Regions from separate parts of the Macaca mulatta genome. Here region 1 is linked to region 2. Evidence: chromatin contacts called from public Hi-C data. All regions are on one chromosome and are shown on one strand. The core of a region is the stretch at or near the end of the contact, and the rest is flanking DNA. Distances in the headings are between cores, read along the strand shown.

Region 1 (5,115 bases), core at 1,037-3,536, 160 kb before region 2:
ACTCCAGCCTGGGAAACAGAGCAAGATGCTGTTTCTTAAAAACACACACACAACAATAATTTTTTAAAATCCTGAAAACTCTCAGTTAAATCATTATTGTTATTATTATTATTATTTTAGAGATGGGGGTCTTGCTATGTTGTCCAGGATGGTCATGAACCCCTGGGCTCAAGTGATCCTCCCACCTCAGCCTCCCAAGTAACTGGGAGTACAGGCATGCATTACCACATTTAGCTAAATTGTTTTTATTATGCTGTGGTTATTTAAATTTACAAATATAAAGTAGGAAATAATGTGCTTTTATTTCTGGTTCTTATACAGCTACAGAAACCACAACAAATTTACAAATTAAATACAAATGAAACCACAAAATGAATACTATTCAATTAAAAATATTACAGTAATTTAACATGACAAATGATGTATTTTGCTAAAACTATCATCCCTCGTATTGTCGCCTGCTATAGCTCAGCTTCTTTTGTGTTCAACATGCCTATGCCACCAAATGACTCCTGATATCTTAATTTTCTCACCATTTTTCTCTGTTACAACTACCAAATAGTGCAATCTCATGATGCCATTTGGCTTTCATTTTGTGCATGAAAGTATCATTCTTATTTTAAAACCACCTCTGTTCTTTTCTCATTATCCCAGAACAATAAAAGCAGCACTAAAACACACGTAAATGTAGGTGCTGAAATTGTGTGGCAATACTGAGTTGTAAGGTGGTCACCCAAATAATTCAGAATATGCTTATACAAATCTAAAAAATATGAAAATGAAAATAAAATTAAAACCCTAGAGAATACATCCACAAACATAATTTGAGAAAAACTGTTCAGGTCTGCTGGTTCCCAAACTTTCATTACTATCAAAGGCTCTATCTATTGTGCTTACTTCCAAGCACCTCATTCATTCATTCATTCATTCATTCATTCATTCATTCACAGGCTCTATTGTGCTTACTTCCAAGAACCCTATTTATTTATTTATTTATTTATTTTTGACACGGGGTCTCACTCTGCCGCCCAGATTGGAGTACAGTGGTGCGATCCTGGCTCACTGCAACCTCTGCCTCTGGGGCTCAAGAGATTCTCATGTCAGCCTCCTGAGTAGCTGGGACTACAGGTGCCGGTCACCAGCCCAGCTAATTTTTGTATTTTTAGTAGAGATGGGGTTTCACCAAGTTGGCTAGGCTGGTCTCGAACTCCTGGCCTCACGTGATCCGTCCGCCTCGGCCTCAGACCCCATGTTTTAAAAAAGTCTGTCTCCTACACTGCATTAGTAGTTTCATTAATCAGGCACATAGAATTACCATTTCGGAGCTTGTGATCACCATATGTAGTTATCACTCCAAGCTGCTTAAATTCCAGTCTAAAACAAACAAAACATTCTAATTATTCTGTGCTACCCTGACAAGGGTAAGTGAAAACTTTCCATTCAGGTTTGTAAGAACGAGCTCCCAGACCTCCACCTCTTCCCCTTGCTGCCTCTGAGGACTCTTGGAGGTCTAGGGAGGCCAGTTTGGGTTTTCTTCCTCAAGGGATTAAAGCTTGTCCTAGTTTTGCTTCATTGTTGTACTTCTAGCATGCTAAAGAGCTAAAAAATGGGAGGAAGAAAATACAACAGAAGGCACCATTCCAGTACCAAACTGAAAAGAAACACAAAAACAAGAGAGCAGCATGTTTTTAACAGCTTGCGTGGAAAAAATATTGACTGGGGAGTTTGGACAGCACTGTTCATTTTCTCTCACCGCCCGCGTTATTTGTCTTACGGAGCAGGAGCCAGATACCATTCTGGAGAACAGGCCGAGGGAAGAGGTGGAGGGGTTCTGTGGAAGCTTGAGGCTGAGCGGAGAAATTAGGGCTGGAGATCCAGTGGCTCAGGGCCAGGATGAAGTCAGGGGAGGTGCTAAAGCCTTTTTCCTCCTGGCCTCGGGCACTCTCTTTGGTCCGCCTGAGTCTTAAGAGGGCACAGCGCGGATCACTCAGGTAGGTCCCTGGCCCCTTCAGACTACAACGAGCCGGATGAATCCCTGTCCCTGTTTCTTTCGGCTGGGGAAAGGACGCAGGGGTTCCATTCGCTTTCTCAGCCCACCCGTCTTCTTGAGTTCAGACCTACAACTCCTGCAGTGGGGGTCGGAAGGGAGTCTTAATCATCGGGACAGAAACTCAACTCCCCAACCTCTGCTAAACCCGCGTGGCGGCCTTCTCCCCTGCTGCCCGGGCGCGGGGCGGGGCCTGGGCGCGGGGCGGGGGCGGGGCCTGGGCGCGGGGCGGGAGGCTGTGACCAGCAGCAGGAGGAGAAAGAACATGGCGGGCGCATCGGGGCTCGGGACCGGCCCAGGAGCAGCTGGGGGAGATGGAGATGATTCGCTATACCCAATCGCGGTTTTAATCGACGAGCTCCGCAATGAAGACGTGCAGGTACTGGACTGAGGCCGGGGAGCCGAGGCGAGACCGACTGGTCGCGTGGTAGAGAAGGGGGAAGGCCTGCGCCGCGGTGGGGGTGGCCGGGGTACTGAATGAGCCGGACTCGTAGCAGAAACTTGAAGGGGGGGCAGGGAAAGCTCTGCGAGGGGCTGTGGTGACACGCCTCGACCCTCCCGGGGACCTCTCTGGTACCCCTGCTTCGGACCCCCTAAGGGGTCCGCCCGGAGCCTTGCCTTTCCAGGGCGGTTGTCGGGGAACCAGCTTCCCGCCTGGGCGCCCTATCCGGGCCGTGAGGTGGCCGCGCCTGGTAGGCGAGGGAGCTGGAGAAGCGCGGTGCCGGGCCGAGACGGGGCTGGAGCGGCTGAGGGGCGCAGGATGCCCAGAAGCTCTTTGAAGTGCCTCGGAATCCCTTCATCTGGGCTTGGAACTGGCTCGTCCTGTTGGGTAGAAAGAGGGGGTGGGATGGCCGATTAACCTGGACGACCTGGACGAGTCGTTGTATCAGCTCTGCGGGAACTTTTCTTTGAAACCACAGGCGTTGTATTCAACCGTTTCACCTGCTTCACCACTGCCAAAGTCCTCTCTTTTTAAGATTATCTTACTTCCTGGGTGTTGTATTGTCTTTCATTCATTTCTCTTCCAGGCCCTTCTGAGTGTTTCTCCCAGGAAATCTTCCGCCGGCTACTGAGGCCGAGTTACACTCCTCCGTTCTATGGAGGTTCCTTAACAGTAAAATCTAAGTAAAAGGTTATCTTCGTTCTTACCCCTGTGTCATTATTTCACCTGTTAGCACCTTTTGTCTTTTGATCTAAATTCAGCCGTTTCTTTACATTGTTCTTCTACTTTCTTTTCTGAAGCTCCGACTCAACAGTATTAAGAAGTTATCAACAATTGCCCTAGCACTTGGAGTAGAAAGGACGCGAAGTGAATTGTTGCCATTTCTTACAGGTATGTGAATCTTTGTTTAAAGAAAGGCAGGGACATTCATTTTCCAGGGACTTTCGACACTGACTTTTTTAGAGTTTGTTACCCACATTAAAATGAGCCAGGTGCTTTCTGTGCAAAAGAAACAGAACAGAGGATATTATTAGTTGTGGTTAGATATATTCAAACATCAACCATTTAGCTGTTGGGAAAGTAATTGATATGGGAGTATGAATTTCTAATTCGTTGTGCAAAACAGATCCAGGAAGATGGTTGATTGAGGAGAAGGAAGAAAATGCTGTTAGGATTTTGACTGGGCCACCTTACCGGTCGCATAGTGAATCTGTTCCTAGTTTTGTGTCAGTGTCCAGCTATGTGAGAGCTATCCATGTTGATGAGTCCCTGTTGTTGTCCCTTCCAGATACAATTTATGATGAAGATGAGGTACTATTAGCTCTTGCTGAGCAGCTGGGAAATTTCACTGGCCTAGTGGGAGGTCCTGACTTTGCCCACTGTCTGCTGGTGAGTATTTATAAGCTGCCTACCCTCCTAGAACTTTTGCAGTATAAATGATACACAGTTTGGTGATAGACACACTGCAGCATTTTTTATGCAGATCTTTTTATGGGCAGATAGTCATGTGAGTCATTGAGAGAAGAAATACTATAGGCACTTTGGACTCAACCCCTTTTTTTTCTGTGAATAAGAGAACTTCGTCCTTCTTTTCTGCATCTGTAGACTTACTAGTTTAGATGGAGGTAGAAAAAGGATTTGATTGTTTTAATGGTTCCCCCGCATGATGTTGGAAACCTTAATTCTCAGCTGGCAGCATTTTGTCTTTGTCAATTGTAACTTTTGCTTCTGACTTTCTGATGCAAATTGATGAATTTTTGATGAATTTGGTTCAATTTCATTGACATTTATTAAGAGTCTACTTTTTGGGAGGCCGAGACGGGCGGATCACGAGGTCAGGAGATCGAGACCATCCTGGCGAACACGGTGAAACCCCGTCTTTACTAAAAAAAATACAAAAAAACTAGCCGGGCGAGGTGGCGGGCGCCTGTAGTCCCAGCTACTCGGGAGGCTGAGGCGGAAAAATGGCGTAAACCTGGGAGGCGGAGCTTGCAGTGAGCTGAGATCCGGCCACTGCACTCCAGCCTGGGCGACAGAGCCAGACTCCATCTGAAAAAAAAAAAAAAAAAAAAAAAAAGAGTCTTCTTTATCAGACATATCGTAATTTACAATGTTAATGTTGAAGAAGACCAATGTGAGGGGGCTTGGTGGCACAAGCCTGTAGTACCAGCTACTCAGGAGGCTGAGATGGGAGGATCACTTGAGCCCAGGAGTTTGAATTCAGCCTGGGCAACATAGTGAGATCCCCATCGCTTAAAAAAAAAGAAAATGACCACCAAAGTGAATTGAATGAGGTCCCTTGCCTTTATGCGTCAACAAATAATTACTGTGCAGTCTTAAATGGAAAGGTGTAAGTACCTACAAAATACCCTACCCACGTAATAGAGGGGAGAAAGAGATTCACTCAGGGTGATCAGGGAAGACCTTGGGAGATGATGTCTAAACTAGGTTTTAAAGGATGACCAGGAATTCAACAGATGGACAAGGTAGGGATGTATGCGTCAGGGCTTTCAATACTGGGTAGTAATACTGATTCTGGTGATTTCTATCTCTAGTTCTGGTTTTTCCATGGAACTCCTGAGGTAGATTGATTAATAGATAAGTATGAATATATAGATATAGATAC
Region 2 (5,052 bases), core at 1,974-4,473:
GGTTATTCCCACTGGTGGAGGAATTATATGTATACTTTTTTGTTCACTATACTCTTCTTTATTTTTTACATTACAGTAAGACACTACTTCTTTATTTTTCTTTCTTTTGTCCTGGGAGCAACAAGAAAGAAACTATTTCTTAAACAGAATACAAAAACATTTAAGGATACAATTGGCTTTTCTAGAATTTTACTTAAGAGACAAAAAACTAGCTACACCATTAACTAGAAGGAAAAAGTTATTTCCTAGTACTGTACAGTATTGATAAAATAAACTACTCAAGGACACTCAGTGAACAGCAAACAAGCAACCACTACTGCTTCAAAGTTTAACAGCTTACATGCTATTATTCTTTTCCCATTATGCTAATTTTATAAAATTAGCATCTCTAATTCGTAAACCACAAACGAATACTACAAAGCCTTTACAAAGTGTATTAGGAAGCTGGATTCTACCCCCACCTGTCTTCCCCTTTGGGTGCAAAATTCACATAGAGATCAAACACAATACCACTTCAGATGATGATGTAATTATATTTCATAAACAATGTTAAACTGTTTGATAGATTCGACCAAAATGAAGATCTCTTTTGTCTACTATTTTTTTTCCTAAAAGGGAAACAGACTTGAATCTCCCAAGTTCTGTAGAAATACATCATTTGTGAGTGATATAGAACAAGAAACAGAGAAGAACCAGTTAAAAATAAAAGGGTCCAATTGCTCATTACATAGATGATTAAGTCCTAAAATTTGCCTCAGGGTCAAACTTGGGAAAAAGAACCTCTAAGTTTTGAAACACACAAACTTGTATCTATGTTAAAGCACAGTATATGAAGAAACTTTTATCGTCAATAATTGGGATATTTTGCTGATATTATTTTTATACCATATTCATTGTTCCACTATAACTACCGTAGTATATTCTGCAATGAAAACTCAATTTAAAACAAAAGTTTTTACTAAACATCTTACAGTTTTTAAGGTAGTTGTATTTATCAAAAACACACAAACATTTCTCCAGTGAATTCGAATAAGGATAAATAACTGCTGTAAAAAAACTTCATTAACAATGGAATTGTTACTCCCACGGAATACTTTAAGAAACAATTGGGCCAGGCACGGTGGCTCCCGCCTGTAATCCCAGCACTTTGGGAGGCCGAGGCCGTGGATCACTTGTCAGGAGTTCGAAACCAGCCTGGCCAACACTGTGAAACCCCGTCTCTACTAAAAAGACACAAATTAGCCGGGCATGGTGGTGAGCGCCTGTAATCCCAGCTACTTGGGAGGCTGAGGCAGGAGAATCGCTTGAACCCGGGAGGCAGAGGTTGCAGTGAGCCGGGATCACACCATTGCACTCCAGCCAGCCTGGGCAACAAAAGCAAGACTCTGTCTCAAAAAAAAAAAAAAAAAAAAAAAAAAAATTCAGAGCAACTTTACAAGCTAGAGATCTAGAGAACTCTTCTGTTCAACGATTGCTTTGACATTTCACGTATCCCTCTCTACCTTAATATCTCCAATCACACCCACCAAATCTCCACAGGTACTCACACTCACCCATCTCAAATTCACATTCACACTATTTCTTTTTATATGTTAATAACAGCTTCTTTAGAAAAGCACGGGGAAATGGGTTCTGTGGACTAAACATTTAGCATTTAACGTAAATAATTCTACACATATATACTACACACACGATTTAGGATGGATCCTCTTTCACGATCTGACCAGTGCTTGCTTCAATTACAAATGAATGCATTGATCTCACTCTGATAGCCAAACCACGATATTACTCCATAGTGCCCCCTAGCTCTTTAAGATATATCAGTTTAAAACGGACACCATTTGAATTGTCAACCTCAAGAGAAAGTGTTAGTCACTCCACTTAAGCAGCTCTTACTGTATTAACTAAATCTGACCTGATAAATAATAGATGACTTAATTAAATCTTGCTACTAACCCCAGTAAGAGCTGAGAAAAAAATATTATGAACTGATGGATTTGGAATTCAACCCACACGATATACTATAGTTCAAAAGTTTTGTAGAACCTCTCTATAACTCACAATGTGTTTGTTTTTAGAAAGTCATTAAGCAAGGACTCATAAAACATGCATTTAAAATGCCTTCTTTTATGTAACTTTAAGGGAAATGGCATGGCATTAGGCCATGGCTCTTCAGAGGAATGGAACCAATTTCTTCATTTTAAAAAATGCTGGGATCAGATTAAACTATGCAAAGATTTAGCAATATCACTATAGTCAAGTTACCATTATCATTACAATTTAAATTGCTAACTGGTAAATCTGTGAGAATAAAATATCTGACCTTGGTCCTGATTCTAAAAGATTTGGACTGCTTCAGGACCACCAGGGGAAGGCAAAAAGTAAAGACGACAAAATGACATATACCCCTTCCTTTTGGAAATGGGATTAAGCAAAACTTCTAAGTACAACTGCAACTCCAAAAATCACTCAGGTTTGCCAGTGCCCTTCGCCTTACATAAGTCATTCTGAAAAGAAGTCCTACTTTATTCTACATTCAAACTCTAGTACATTCGTACTAACAAGGGAAAAAGCAGAATAGGACCAAAACTGGAGGGCAAACAAACAGGAAAAGGATGAAACTCCAGGAGGAACTACAATAAGGCAGAGTAGAGTACGTCAAAACCACTAGGTTTTATTCTAAAGAATGGTTTTGTTTCTACCGTTCTTCTAAGGTATTTAATTTGCACGTCTTAAAATAGAGACCCTGAGGAGAGCAGCTTGAGGCAGTGGAAGGAAGGGGGGCGGGTTAGGTAAGAACAGAGACTTGTGAGAGAATATGTGCGGTGCATTAGAATGTGCAATGAAGAGGGTGCAGGATTCACCGTCAGGAAGCAGTTCAGGGCTTTATGAGTAGAGGCAGAATCTAATATGGTTTAAAGAATGCGTATTACAGCCAGAATACACACCTGGTACAGGGACAACCCTAGACTTCTGTCCAACCCACCCACTGTGCAAGTGCAGAGATGACCATTTTAACCAGTTCTATTGTCTGGAGCATTAAATGGAAATGCCCCAGGCAAGGGATCAAGCTAGTCAGACACCAAATCAGAGACACCGTGGGCCAAAAGGAAGGAGAAGAGATGGTCAGTGGCCGTGGGGGCACTCCCAGCCACCGGGCCCCTCCTCGTCGGGCAGGGGAGGGGCACCGGGGTCACGGGGGCCGCACGATCCCCCATCCGCGGAGCCCAAGCGCAGGCGGTCCCCTCCTCGGGCCGGCGACGTCTCTCACGGCGCAGCCTGGGAACACCGAGACTTCCCCTCCCACCCCACCCCCAGCCGAAAGCAGGGAAGACGCGGAACTTGGGCTCCGGAGCGGAGGCCACAGACCAGGTCACGGCTCGGGTGGGGGGCTCTGGGCGAAATTCCGGGTGGCCACCGCGGGTGGCGTAGGGGAAAGCTAAGCCCCGGCTGGTTGCGTTTCCAGTCGGACGACACTCGGCTCCGGGTGCCCGGGCCCGATCCCTTCGCTGCTCACCGACCCCCTGCACCTCCTGGGTCCTCACAGTCCCAGGCCCGCTCGCCTCCGCCAGTGAGGCGGCCTCTCGGGTCTCCCCAGTCCCACCACTGCGGCCGCCCCTCTCGGTAAGCAGCTCCTCTCCCGAACCCTCGCCTCGGACGCTCCCGCCGAGCCCCGGGCCGCACCTCCGTCTTGGTGATCCGGTGCCGCCCCAGCTTCACCACGGCGAAGTTGCCCTTGCCCAGCGTGCCCTCGATGTCGTAGAACCCCACCCGGACCGGCCCGCGCTGCAAGTGCCTCGGGCCATCCGCCATGACCATGCTGGGCCCCGCTGCTAGACACGGCGGACAGGAGCGCGGGCGGGCGAGCGGGAGCCCTGGCAGCGCGGCTTGGCTTGGGCGACGGCCGCTCAGCTTGCTCCTTCGCTCCTTCCCTCCCGCTCCGCAGGGCCCAGCCAGGCGCGCGCCGCCGCTGACGTGCGCCGACGTCAGGGGGCCGGGGCAGGGGGGCGGGGGCGGGCCCGGGCCTGGATTGGTCACCATGGCGACCGAAGCACCGCCGACGTCGGCTGCAGGAGAGTGGGGGACTGCGCGCGGGGAGGGGCGCGGGCCTGGCCGGCGCGCTCCTTCCGGGCTCATACGCCCTCCCTTCGCCCCTCCGCCTCGCCGCTGCCAGGGGCGGGGTCGCCGCTCGGCCCGCTACGGTCCTCGGCCTTCCAGGCGAAGGGCAAGAGCGAGCCCTGGCGGACCGTGCGTAGGGGTGCAGAGACCTGGATGCGGCCTGCGATCTCCTTCCCCGCCCCGGCGTTCTCCGCCCACCCGGGGTCCTTCCCGCCAAAACCTCTCACCTACAAGTACAGCGCGCCCTAAATTTGGCACCGGCAAAGAACTGTGGCTGAGCAATGCGTTGCTCACAGGCTCCTTTCTTTGTGTTTTTTTCTCTTCTCGTTGCTATATATAACAAAACCCTCCACGTTTTGATGTCTCCGAGGAGTCATTCTGACAGCAGTGCGGTCGCTGATAGACTCACAGAATGTCAATGTCAGCGCTGAAGAGATCTTGGAGATCACTTAATCCAGAGATTTGGAGCCTCATGTGAACTTCGGAGTCCGGAACCCCCTAAAACACAGGCCAGTTTTTGCTTATGTGAGCATGTCTCTGGAGAGATGGACCCGTAGCTTCTGTCAGATTCCCAAACGTGTTGGTGACCCTGAAAACGGTTAAAAATATTTCTCTAATCCAATTTTTTCCCCCAAAGGACGAAGCAGACCGCAAGGAATAAAGGGAATTGCCAAGGTCACACAGGCAATGGTAGAGGTAGGATTATAAATCACACCACGCTTCCAAATGTGACTCAAGGAAATAGGGACAGTGACACTTCAATATTCTGAAATGTATCATGTGCCTTCATATCTTGGTTTCTAAATACCATTCTCCACCTAAAGGAGCCAGACTCCGTGGCGAGATGGCTCATTCGAAGGCAGAGACAGGGAAAGTATAAAATGCCCTTGAAAGATCCTGTGCCTTAAAGCAAGGAGATTTCTTGGCTAGGTC

The links. Hi-C and Micro-C count contacts between places; a contact is called where the count stands out from the background.
Region 1: a contact with region 2 is called in a Hi-C map of CD4 T cells, with 3 times the contacts expected there. The contact joins the promoter of PPP2R1B here to the promoter of BTG4 in region 2. A contact is called at or near these places in 6 of 14 Hi-C or Micro-C datasets (CD4 T cells, cortical neurons, fetal cortex germinal zone and 3 more).

Annotation. Positions count from the first base shown.
Region 1 is chr14:112,506,922-112,512,036 of T2T-MMU8v2.0, reverse strand. PPP2R1B (protein phosphatase 2 scaffold subunit Abeta) reads left to right here and starts at 2,286. Exons shown (of 17, transcript XR_003722751.2): 1 at 2,286-2,426; 2 at 3,290-3,380; 3 at 3,778-3,878.
Region 2 is chr14:112,344,021-112,349,072 of T2T-MMU8v2.0, reverse strand. BTG4 (BTG anti-proliferation factor 4) reads left to right here and starts at 3,223. Exons shown (of 10, transcript XM_077964282.1): 1 at 3,223-4,628. SIK2 (salt inducible kinase 2) reads right to left here and starts at 3,915. Exons shown (of 15, transcript XM_028833956.2): 1 at 3,685-3,915. The coding sequence starts at 3,819.